Linked DNA regions of Sus scrofa: region 1 is linked to region 2. The links are chromatin contacts, called in public HiChIP or PLAC-seq maps. All regions are on one chromosome and are shown on one strand. The core of a region is the stretch at or near the end of the contact, and the rest is flanking DNA. Distances in the headings are between cores, read along the strand shown.

Evidence for each region. HiChIP or PLAC-seq counts read pairs in DNA pulled down with a chosen protein or histone mark.
Region 1: a contact with region 2 is called in an H3K27ac HiChIP or PLAC-seq map of skeletal muscle. The contact joins the enhancer-like site here to the promoter of MLXIP in region 2. A contact is called at or near these places in 3 of 5 promoter capture datasets (fetal liver, liver and skeletal muscle), 11 of 47 Hi-C or Micro-C datasets (alveolar macrophages, brain, embryonic fibroblasts and 6 more) and 2 of 2 datasets of contacts at active chromatin or transcription factors (alveolar macrophages and skeletal muscle).

Annotation. Positions count from the first base shown.
Region 1 is chr14:30,590,455-30,596,617 of Sscrofa11.1, reverse strand. MLXIP (MLX-interacting protein) reads left to right here. Exons shown (of 17, transcript XM_021073760.1): 2 at 4,786-4,892; 3 at 5,610-5,695. Among named protein-coding and RNA genes, the nearest start is that of IL31, 40 kb to the right of the region's middle. Within about 2 kb of position 1,622, at least 35 of the 83 cell types and tissues checked have an H3K27ac peak or open chromatin away from gene starts, as enhancers often do. A contact at or near this core is called in alveolar macrophages, fetal liver, liver and 3 more, where this site is marked.
Region 2 is chr14:30,644,853-30,651,275 of Sscrofa11.1, reverse strand. MLXIP (MLX-interacting protein) reads left to right here and starts at 5,001. Exons shown (of 17, transcript XM_021073760.1): 1 at 5,001-5,538. The coding sequence starts at 5,126.

The sequences.
Region 1 (6,163 bases), core at 373-2,872, 51 kb after region 2:
GTTTAGGGTGATGAAATCAGCAGTGAAACCAGGTAGCGGTGATAGTTGCACAGCACTGTGAATGTACTTATCGCCACTCAGTTGTAGACTTTAAAATGGCCACTTTTATATTGCTTGTATTTTCCCACAACAAAAAAGATTCAGCAGATGCTGGCTAAACTCTTCCCTGTATTGTTGATCAAGCTGAGTTGCTGCTTCTAAGGGAACCCCAGACTCCTTTCCAGGCAGCCCTGGGCGTCGGGCTCTAAGAGAGGCCTCCGCCATCCCAGGCTCTCCTCAGAGGGGTGTGGGCCCTCTGTAGGCAGCTTGCTCTCAGGAGGAAAGGAGAAGGACCTGGAAGCACACTTGCTGTAGCACACCCACTCCACCTCCCTGGGAGGGAGGAAGGGGGAGGCAGGGGGAGGAATGTTTTGCTGATGGGTTTCCAGGAAGCATCAGGAATGGTGGAGAAGTACTGCCTCCCAACACGCAAATACGGTTTCATGACCAAATGCATGGACTCCACCCTCTGGGCCCCACAGAGCCTTTGCCTGCCTGCCTTCTTCTGGAGAGAGGGGTCTGACCAGGAGTTAGGAGCCATTCCTACCTGGGACCAACAGAGCCCCAAATCCCTGTCCCAGTACCCACCCCCCTTAATTCCAGCTCCTGTCTGTGCAGGGCTTGCCTTTTCATTTCCATTCCAAAGCAGTCTCCTGCCAGACCGCTGAAGAGACCTCTGAAGAGACAGCGGTTTTGAGAGAGGCCTTTGTTGTGCTCTGGACTTCCTGCTCCGTGCCATGAACCTATCTTCTAGGAAGGGCGGCTGTGGCAGGGGAACAGGAAGATTTTCTTTACGGAAAAGTTTAGCCCTCACTTAGTAATCTGCTATTTAAATACACCTCCCACGTGCCAATCAGACCCAGACCCCGGGCCTTCCCAGCCCAGGAGAGTGGAGGAGGGTGAATGCGAGGTCCTTGTCTGACAAGAAGCCCTGGGGGCTGCTCGGCATATAGGAGGATGGGAGGTAAGGCCAGGGGAGGTCTTTTTGTTCACTGCGGGGAAGCCAGTGGGCTCAGAAATTTTGATACTCTGTTTCTGGTGACACTTTAAAGAAGGAACATGGCAGACCCTGAGTTACACTGAGGAGTGTCCCCATCAGCTGCATCTGGTGCAGCCTGAGGGGAGCAGAAGTCCAACCCTAGGTGCCTTGCAGGGATACCACTCACCACCAGGGAGCTGTGAGTTCCCTATTAGAGCTTTCAGAATAGCTCTTGCTTTATGTTCCTTGGACACTAGACTCCAGGCACCTCCATGGGAAGGGTCCCGGTGTGCAAATGTCTGCATAGGAATGTCTTCCCTCCTCATGGAGGGGTGACATTGATGTCACATCAGAGGCCCCCAGAAGCCCTTTAGTGAGGAACAGTCCAGAAATGTGTCCAGAGTTCTCCCAGCTGTCCGTTTTGCCCAGTAATCAATCCCTCTATGCCAGAGGGCTGCTGTGTTGCTTCTTCAGACCTGGTGTTGACATTGCTGTGGGGGAGGGCCGTGCAACACCCTAAGGGGTCCTGGACACTCTTCTTTCACTCTCCCCACCTCCAGGCGGTTCAGGTTTTGGTTTTGGTTTCAGACTGACTTCTCAGTGTTGGTTGAGCGCCGCCTGTTGGCTGTTGGGATATTATGGACCTAGGGTGACAGGTGATAGCAATTGGACATAAACACTGAGCAAGAGGGAAATAGCCCAGCAGCTGAGCGGGAAGATGAGAAGCCAGAACTCTACCCTCTCAGATTTGACTTCTGGTGTCCAAGGTCTGATCACTCTCTGCATCTCCCAGTCCCTCTGTGGTGAGTAATTAAGCTGTCAGCACAATCTGACTCCTCTTATGCTCCCAGCAGCCACTTTGTCTTGCGTAACAAAGCAGGAGTAAGGGTGGGTTTATATTTGAGCCCAGTGGTTAGTGCTTAATAGAACATGCAGGACAGCAAAGGCTCTCCTCCCGGGGGTCCTCCTTTTCCATCCTGTCCCTTCTGCTTCTGTCCCCTGCTGCCACCTCTGCAGATTCTGGGCCTGCTGACCATACAGAGAAGGTGGTGTTTGAATTCTGGCCTTCAATGCAAGGAATTTGTTAGTTATAGAAAAGGTTTTTTCCCTTAAGGAAATAAAAAGATAGGGAGAGTTTCCTGTTTTGTTTTTTCCTAGAACCCCCTGCCATGTTGCTAAAAGATCTGGCAGAGGACAAGAAGGGGGGTGGTTTTGCCCAGAGGAGGGGCCTGATGCACTCTGGTGTTTACCCTGCTCTCTAGCCTGGCCTAGAAGCACCCCTGCCCTCAGGCCCTGACCAAGCTGGGTGTTTTCCACACCTTGACCCAGCCTGTCTTGCCCACCTCAGAGCCAGGCAGAAAGACCAGTATAGACCTCTCCCCCTCTCCTTGGTTTAGCCGAAGTTTCCTTATCCTCTAGGCCTCAGCTTAGACATCATCTCTTCCAGAAGGCGTCTCATGACTGCTCAGACAGGGTTAGTTAGTCCAGCTTTGTTCCCATAGCCCTTGGCTCCTGTTCGAGACACTCAGCTCATAGGCAGGACTTCCCCTCAGCAACTCACACACTCCATGGGAGCTGGGACCTCTCCACCTCCTCGTGCTCTCTCTCCTCCGCTCCTAGTGTGTTCATGACACACAATAGGTGCTCAAAGCTTATTAAATGGGTAGGTGGAGTTCCTGTCATGGTTTAGCAGTAGTGAACCTGACTAGTATCCATGAGGACTTGGGTTTGATCCCTGGCCTGCCTCAGTGGGTGAAGGATCTGGTGTTGCTGTGAGTTGTGGTGTAGGTCACAGAGGTGACTCGGATTCTGCATTTCAGTGGCTGCAGCTGTAGCTCCAGTTTGATTCCTAGCCTGGGAACTTACATATGCAGCAGGTGTGGCCCTAAAAAGACAAAAAAAAAAAAAAAAAAAAGGTGGACCCAGGCTCTGCCTTCAAGGCACTAAAGTAGCCAGTGGCTCTGCAGCTGCATGGAAGTCAGGGCTGGCCTTTGGTCATGTCTCTGTTTGCTGGTATCAAGAGGCATGTAGGTGCACCTTTTCCTCCTATGGAGGAAGCAGAGCCCCAGGAGTTTGGCAGACAAAAAGAAAGGACTTTTCAAGTTAAGAGGTGTTAAAAACCAGGCCTTTAGGAGTTCCCTGGTGGCCTAGTAGTTAAAGGTTTGGCATTGTCACTCCTGTGGCTCAGGTTCCATCTGTGGGATCTTCTGCATGTGGGTATGCCCCTCCCCCAAAAAAAACCCGGGCCTTTCAATAATAACTTAAATCCATATCATTGAGGCGGTTATTAATATGTCACATTGATATTTTACTTTAGGGTTTACCTGTCCTATTGTGTCTAAGAATGTGTATGTTGTCTGTATGTCTATGTATGTCTGTACACGCGTGTGTTTTTTTGATCCTTGTGAATTTAATCCTTCGTGTTTAATCCTGTATATTTAATCCTGTGTGTGTGTTTATACATTTAATCCCTGTTAAAACACTCTGGAGACAGTGGTATTATTGTGATTTTACCCAGGAAACTGGGGTGTCTGAGAAGTTAAGTGACTGTGGAAATTAATGGCTAGTATGAGGTTATGCTATAGAGGTTCCAAAGCAGGCTGCTGGCTGTTGAACTTGGGATGACAGCTGATGTGTAGAAGTACCTTTAGTGGCAGTGCAGTGGGAGGAGGAAGGTGTGTGACTAAGGAGCCCCTGACCCTGTGAGCTGAGGCTGCTATTGTCTGTCCCTCAAATTCCCTGAAGATTTGCTGTGACATTTTCTTTGGGGGATGCTCACAACCCTCTGGCCTGTAATCCAAAGCCTGGCCTGGTGTTGGGTTTTGGGAACAGAGGGTGGATGGGCATGAGGTTTGCGGGGTGCAGAGCAAGGAGCTTTTTGCTTTATAAACCAGGTGTTCAGGTTGAGGGAGTGTTTGTTGTTTGGGTGCTGTCTTTGAAGACTAGCTGTTGTGACTGCTGGCATACCACTGCTTGTCACGTGGAATTTCTGAATGGGTTTGGAGAAGGGGCAGGGCTGTGGCCTGAAGTGATGTAGAACCCACAGAACCCCCTTTGGTATGGGCCAGAAATAGTGCCTTGCCCATCTCAAACCATCTGAGAAAGAGAAGCCCTAGGCCACCTGCTCAAGGAGGCTCCAGGCACAGCCCTTGGAAAGCTAAACTGAGAAGGCTGTGCCACCAGGGAGCATTCCTTGCCTGCTCTCAGCTTTGTGTGCAAGGGCTCTTTTTTTGGTCTTTTTAGGGCCGCATCTGAGGCATATGGAGGTTCCCAGGCTAGGGGTTGAATCAGAACGGTTGCTGCCGGCCTACACCACAGCCAGAGCAAGGCAGGATCCGAGCCTCCTCTGCGACCTACATCACAGCTCATGGCAACTCCAGATCCTTAACCCACTGAGCAGGGCCAGGGATTGAACACACAACCTCACGGTTCCTAGTCAGATTCCTTTCCACTGTGCCACGACGAGAGCTCCACAATTATGGAAAATTTTAAACATACTCAAAAGTGGACAGACTAGGATAGTGAACCCTCTCCAGCAATTACAAACCTATGGCCAGTCCTGCTCCCTCCATACCCAACACCATGGCCCCCATCCATATCACTTTGAAGAAATCCCAAAGTACCTTGTATATTCTTTGAAGCCTAGCTTGTGGCTTGCAATGGTTTAATCCACAATTTTGAGACCTGGAATGATAGGGTGGTACTTTTTTATTTCATTTCATTTTCAGAGAAACCACTAAGTGTCCCCTCTTCCTTTTACCTTTCAGTGGCAAGTTGGTGTCTCCAAAGTGGAAGAATTTCAAGGGCCTGAAGCTCCAGTGGAGAGACAAGATCCGGCTCAACAACGCCATCTGGCGGGCATGGTACATGCAGTGTAAGTGCCATGTGGCTGGGCAGGAGGCCCTCCAGGTTCTGCCATCCAGAGGCCTCTGCACTTCCGGGCCCCGGAGCCTGCTTTTGGAACATTGTGTGTCAGACAGAAGTTTCTCGGGCAGTCTGCAGGATAGGAAAACCAAGCCAAATCCCAGTGAACTGGACACTTAACCACCATCAGCAGAGTCAGGCGTCTGTCATGAAGGTGCCCATAGTCTGCAGGAGGCAGAAGCTTTAGCCAGTTGCTCTCACCCTAACATGCTCACTGTGACAAAAGCCAATGTTTTAAAGGCAGAAGAGGAGGGTGGGGTTTGTCCTTTGCTGGGACGTCAGGGTGGGTGACTTTTGGAGAGTCAGGGAACAGTTCCTATTTTTCAGCCGATCTAAGAGGATGCAGGCCCAGGCCGTGCTTTGTGTCCAGCTGGCTTGGGTGCCGGGGGACAGGTGACCTCTGCAGCAGGTGAGCGTGCTTAGGGTCCCCTTGGTTCAGGCTGGTGCTCCTCTTGATCAGCCAGACTCCATTTCTTGCCCACACATCACTGACAGATTCCTTTCCTCTGACCTGGACCCCTTTACTTCCCTGAAATCTCATTTTCTGAGGGAAGGAGAAGGAAAAAACCCTTGGAAGGGGCTCCCTGAGGGTGAGGTGTGGACAGAAGGGGCAAGGCTCTTGTAGGGGTCTCAGCCATAGTGACAAGGTCTCACTGCTCACCTCCAGATTTGGAAAAGCGCAAGAATCCCGTGTGTCACTTTGTCACTCCGCTGGATGGCTCTGTGGAAGTGGATGAGCACCGCCGGCCAGAGGTACTTGGCTCATGACACGCCCTCACTCAAGAGGAGGTGACTCACATGGTGGGATGAGGCTGGGTCCTGCAGAGGGAGGCTGGCAGCTGTTGTGACCCCCGAGAAGTGACGGTGATACGGGGGAGGCAGGTGGCCCCTGACACCCCCCCCAGAGTCTCCCCCTTCTCAGACCCGGGGACCAACCCTCTCCTTCCCTCTAACATCATGACTCCTTAGAAGCAGAGCTCTGTAACCATTAAAGAAGGGCCCCAAGATCTTCATATGCTGAGGGGGGAAGATGTTGAAAAGATAGTAAATGGAAAAAAGCAAGTAGCACAGCAGTATTTTAGTGTCTTTAGGTTAGTTTTTTAAAGCGTGTGCCTGTGTGATTACACGTATGTATAGGAAGTGTCTCAAAGGCTGTGCAGAAATCTTGTACTCGTGGGATTAGAGTGAGGAGGACGGAAGACTCTTTCACACTACACTCTT
Region 2 (6,423 bases), core at 3,752-6,251:
TTTTGTTTTGCTGGAGAACAACCTCCAGTAATTCTTTCAAAAATGGCCTATTAATGGCCATTTAACCTGTATGCTCCAAGATTTATTGAGGTATGATTTGCATATAGTAAAGTTCATCCTTTTGAGAACTTACTCAGGCATGTATGCACCACCATAATCAGAGTATCTTCATGATCCCAAATAGTTCCCTTGTTCCTCTTTGTAGTGAGTTCCCTCCTCTCCAGCTCCTGGCAACCACTAATCTGGTTTGTTCTATCATTTTGCCTTTTTCAGATGTCATATAAATGAAATCAAACAGTGTATGGCTTTTAAAGCCTGGCTTCTTTTACTTAGTATAATGTTTGGGGGGACTCATCTAGAGTACTACATCTATGGTAAACTTTTTTTTGCTTTTTAAAAAATTTTTTTCTTTTTATGGCCACAGCTGCAGCTTATGAAAGTTCCAGGCTAGGGGTCAAATTGGAGCCCCAACTGCCTGCCTGCACCACAGCCACAGCCGCACTGGATCTACATCATAGCTTGATGCAATGCTGGATTCTTAACTCACTGAGCCACAACAAGAATTCGATGAACTTTTGAAATCCAAAGGTATAGTCATCAGTGCTGTTCTCCCCAGTCGTGTCATGGGACTGTACTTCCTGGCTCCTTCATGCTTGAGTGGGGTCATGTGATTAGTTCTGGCCTGTAAGTTGCGAGTACCTGTCACTTCTGGGTCAGATCATTTAAATGACCCTGTTGAACTCTCTCTTCCTCCTGCTACAGTGATGTGCAACATTTGCCATAGTGGCTGCTCTGTCAGTCAAAGTCTGGGAGTGACTCTGACCAACAGAGCATGACGTCAATCTGTGATGGACATGTAGCCAATAGACAGGTAGCTAGAACCAGAAGCACACCTTTGTGGTTTTAAGCCATTGAGATCTGGGTGTGGTTTGTTATCACAGCATAATCAGCTTATGCTAACCCATGTAGAAGGTTTGCTTTTTTAGCACTGGGAAATTTTCTTTTATTGCTGCTTTAATTATTTCCTCTCTCCAATTTTTCCTCTCTTACTTTCTTCTTCCTTTATGGAATTATTAGGCAGGTGCTGGAACTTTTGAATGAATACTCCACATCATTTAACCTTCCTTTGTCGTTTTGGCAGTTTTCTGGGAGAAATTCTCAGATTAATCTTTTAGTTTACAACTGTGTTTTCCAGCCTTATTCATTTTGCTATTCAACTCAGCTTTATTTTATTTTATTTTATTTTATTTTATTTTATTTTATTTTATTTTGGCATATGGAAGTTCCAAGGCCAGGGACTGAATTCAAGCTACAGCTGAGACTTATGCCAAAGTTATGGCAATACTGGGTCCTTTAACCCACAGTGAAGGGCCAGGATTAAACCCCAGCTCTGAAGCGACCATAATCGCTACAGTCGGATTCTTTTTTTTCTTTTTTGTCTTTTTAGGGCTGCACCCGTGGCATATGGAGGTTCCCAGGCTAGGGGTCTAATCGGAATTGTAGCCACTGGCCTACGCCACAGCCACAGCCACAGCAACACAGCATCTGAGCCATGTCTACGACTTACACCACAGCTCACAGCAATGCCAGATCCTTAACCCAGTGAGCGAGGCCAGGGATTGAACCCACATCCTCATGGTTCCTGGTCGGATTCGTTAACCGCTGAGCCATGACGGGAACTCCAAGGATTCTTCTTCTTTCTTTTTTTTTTTTTTTGCATTTTGTCTTTCTAGGGCTGCACCCGCTACATATGGAGGTTCCTAGGCTAGGGATCCATGCCGCAGCCACAGCAATGTGGGATTCCCCAACCCTCTGAGTGAGGCCAGGGATCAAACCCAAGTCCTCATGGATTCTTGTCGGGTTGGTTAAGCACTGAGTCATGATGGGAACTCCTGCAGTCGGATTCTTAACTCACTGTGCCACAGTGGGAACTCCTCCGCTTCTTTTTATTTATTTATTATTTTTTTATTTTTATTTTTTTGCTTTTTAGGGCCACACCAGTGGCATACGGAGGTTCCCAGGCTAGGGGTCTAATTGGAGCTACGGCTGCCAGCCTACACCATAGCCACAGCAAAGCAGGATCCGAGCCGTGTCTGCAACCTACACCACAGCTCACAGCAATACCGGATCCTTAACCCACTGAGTGAGGCCACGGATCGAAACTGCAACCTCATTGTTCCTAGTCAGATTCGTTTTTGCTGCACCATGACGGGAACTCCCTGTCCTATGAGATTTTTGGGCAATGCTGGATCCTTAACCCATTGAGCGAGGCCAGGGTTTGAACCCACATCCTCATGGATACTTGCTGGGTTCTCAACCCACTGAACCACAACAGGAACTCTCTCCAGATCTCATTCTTGGTGGTCCTCTGCTTTCTGCAGTTTTAACTGTGCTCTTCCTTGAGTCTTGTTTCTCTTGTAATACAATCTTTAGGAATTAAACAACACATGTTTGCACACCAAATGTGGCATATAGGTTGTCAGTTTGCAACTTCAGCCTTAAAAGTTTATCCCCCTCAGGAAATTGATTTGTTTTAAGTTAAAAAATAGTATATATCCCTCCACATGGATATTTCCCTTTGGTTTCTTTTGTGTTAAGAAACCAAAGAGAAATAAAGAGAACACTGCAAAAAAAGTTTATAAGTAATAAGTGCCTCTTTTGGAAATCGAAAAAGGTAGATCGGACTTCCCATTGTGGCACAGCAGAAACAAATCTGACTAGGAATCATGAGGTTGTGGGTTCCATCCCTGGCCTTGCTCAGTGGGTTAAGGATCCAGCGTTGTGGTGTAGGTTGCAGACGCCGCTCAGATCCCGCGTTGCTATGGCTGTAGCTTAGGCTGGTGGCTACAGTTCCGATTAGACCCCTAGCCTGAGAACCTACCTCCATGTGCTGAGGGTGTGGCCCTAAAAAGACGAAAAATAGTAATAATAAAAATAAAATAAAAAAATAAAAAAGATAGATAAGCATGAAGAAGAAAAAAATCATCCCATCCAGAGATAACCAGCGTTAACATTATGGTGCACTTCTAACATACATAAATAATAAAAAATATATCTGTATGAATTTTAAAAAGTTGATATCAGTCATGAACTATAAGAAATCCTAAGAAACTGCACACCCCCCCAAATTTAATATCAAACTACTGATAACTTTTTATTTTTTTAGGGCCACATCTGCAGCAAATGTAAGTTCCCGGGCTAGGGGTGGAATCAGAGCTGTAGCAGCTGGCCTACACCACAGCCACAGCAACACAGGATCTGAGCCTTGTCTGAGACCTATACTGCAGCTCAGGGCAACGCTGGATCCTTAACCTCCTCAGTGAGGCTAGGAATCAAACTGCGTCCTCATGGATACTAGCTAGGTTTGTTACAGCTGAGCTGTGAAACTCCTGATAACTTTTTAAAGTTGTTTTTTCACCCAGCAATGTGTCATGGACACTTTTATATGTTAACAAATATATGTCTGCATCATTTAATAGGTGGTGTTCCATTATATTGGTGACTATAATATAGTCAATGACTTCTCTCGTTGGACATTATATTGCTTCTTTTTCTTTCTCCCCCCCCCCCTTTTTTTTTTTTTTTTTTTTTTGGTCTTTAGGGCCGCTCTCACAGCACATGGAGATTCTCAGGCTAGGGGTCAAAATGGAGCTACAGCTGCTGGCCTACGCCAAAGCTACAGAAATGCCAGATCTGAGCTGCATCTCTGACATACACTGCAGCGCACAGTAACACCAGGTCTTTAGCTGGCTGAGCAAGGCCAGGGATTGAACCTGCATCCTCATGGATGCTAGTCAGATTCGTTTCTACTGAGTCACAACAGGAACTCCAGCTCCACCCAAATTTGAAAATGAAACTGGCTTCAAAGCAGAGCACAGGAGCAGCTGTGGAGGACCCTGGAGGTCCTGCTGAGACCAGGGTGGGAGCTCCTACTCCAGCAGCCTCACTGGCCCCCTTGACACTCTGCCATCTCCCACCTTTCCCACATGGCTCCAATCCCAGGCTGGCTTTGAGCTCCTGACACTTTGACAGCTTTGTAAAAGTGTGAACTATAAAGTTGAACCATGTGAAATTGCTGTTTTTATAGGTCAAAAGTGGTTGAATATTGGTAATTTCTAGGTGCTTCTGGCATGGCTGGTTCAATTCCTTCAGTCTGTAGTGCATTTATTTAGTGCTCATTCTTTGAGAGGTACTGTGACAAGCACTTTATAGTCATTTTTTAAATTGTGACAACATTCTGAGGCACAGGACTCATTCCCCACCTCGGAGAAGAAAACCATGGCCGCGAATTTCCCCTTTTGGAATTATTCAGGGATTGGTTCCCTCTCCAAACTTAAGATCTTAACAATAATGACAGTATTGCGAGTCGTAGTTAAAAAGCTGGTGGCTGGTTCTGCAACTTAGTAGTAGTGATGCTCTAGGAAAGTGCCTTAATAAACTTTGAAGCGCCAGTTTCCACTTCTGAGGATGTAAGTAGTGTTCTTGATCTTGCCCTCGCGTTAGAAAGATCCCTTTACGGTGGTGTTCAGCGACTTAATCTTCTCATCAATAAAATGGACAAAATCTCCAGCACCCAGCAACACCTGGTAAGAGCTGTTAGAGCACAACTCCGGGCTCCTCGGGGGAAAGTGGGCCCTGGGAGGTGGAAAGAGCGCCACCCTCAACCACCACGTGGAGCTGCAAGGCAGCAGAGCGATTCCCCGGAGCGCAGGGCGGGGTCAGCACGACTTACTGGGCCAACGCCTCTCTCAGGCCGAGACACTGGCTAGAGGCACCACCTGGCCACCAAGTCCCGTACCACCCCTAAGGGAAGGAGGTGGCGAGGGGCGGGGCCTTGAGGCGGGGCCTCGGGCTACCCCCCCCCCCCTTTTTTGTCCGCCCAGATACGGAAAGGCTCCCCTGCTCCTTTAAGAGGCCGACACGGGCACCCGATTGGCCCAGACGCGTCGGTGACGTCACGCCGGGGCCGGCGCCGAGGCGGCCCAGTCGGCCCGCGCCCTCCCCCTCCTGCCCAGCCGCGCGCTTGCGGACAGTCGGCGCGCGAGCCGGGCAGGGCCGGCGCCTCGTCAGCCTTCTTCGCCGCGTAGCCCCGGGCCCCAGGGGATGCCCCCGGCCGGGTCCCCCCATGGCCGCCGAAGTCTTCCTGTGCTCCCCGCGCCGGCCTCACAGCCGGGGCCGTGCGGTGCTGCTCAAGCCCCAGGTGCCGGAGGACGACGACGACTCGGACACAGATGAGCCGTCCCCACCGCCCGCCTCCGGCGCGGCCACTCTGGCCCGGGGCCACGCGAGCGCCGGGCCACCGCAGCCCAGGGCCGGGTCGGGCCGCGAGGAGCCTCCGCGCCGGCAGCAAATCATCCACAGCGGCCACTTCATGGTGTCGTCGCCGCATCGAGAGCACCCGCCCAAGAAGGGCTATGATTTCGACACGGTCAACAAGCAGACGTGCCAGACCTACAGCTTCGGCAAGACCAGCTCCTGCCACCTGTCCATCGACGCCTCACTCACCAAGCTCTTTGAGTGCATGACCCTGGCCTACAGGTAGGGACCCGGCCGGCCCCACCTCTGGAGCGGGGCTCCTTTTGACAAAACAAGCGTGGTGGGCTGGGTCGCCGGGGGACCTTTTGGCTCCAGGCATTTCTTTTGGTCTTACCCCTTAGGGAAGGTTTATGGGTCTGGGGTCTCCAATGGAAGTGAGAGGGGCGGGTGTCCTGGGAATCTGTCAGCAGTGCTTGGCTTCTTCCGGCTTCACGTTCCCCATCCAGGCCCTCCTCTCGGTGGCCCTAGGCCACCGATTTCGGAGGAGAAATAGGTGTAAATACAGGCTGCACCCGGTGTCACTCGACTTTATCCACTCCTTCTCCCAAACGCTTTGTGTGTTTCCAGCAATAATGAGTAGTGGACAACCTGCCCAGGGGTGGCTCAGAATTTAATGGTTGTATAAAAACTCCGAATCTGTTTTCTCTTTTGTAAAGAGGGGATCAGCAGTGGTATCTGCCCCCATTGGCTGCTGTGGGCATGAAACGAGATAGGTAAAATGCTTATTCCAGTACCTGGCACATAATTTGTTGCTGCATAAATGTTAGCTACTTTTCTTATTGCCCCAGCAGAGGGAGGCTGGGTCCCCTCACATCTCCTCTATTGGGAAGGCCTATCCCAACTTGGGAGGGACCTGGGTGCCTCCTAGGAAGACTTGGAGCCACAGCTCTTGGAGGTGCAGTCTGTCCTTCTGGCAAGTTGGGGGGTTCTCAGACTGGCCCTGAACATAACATGGAGGTGTCAGTGTTTAAGGCAGGCATCCCTGGCACCATCCTGCCATGCGGATTCAGCTGTAGGCAGAGATCCTTTCATACTAAGTCAGAGAAATGCCTGGCCCTAATGGGTTAAAATGTCCTTCCACTTTCCGTTTCTCTGTGTGTTTGTTAG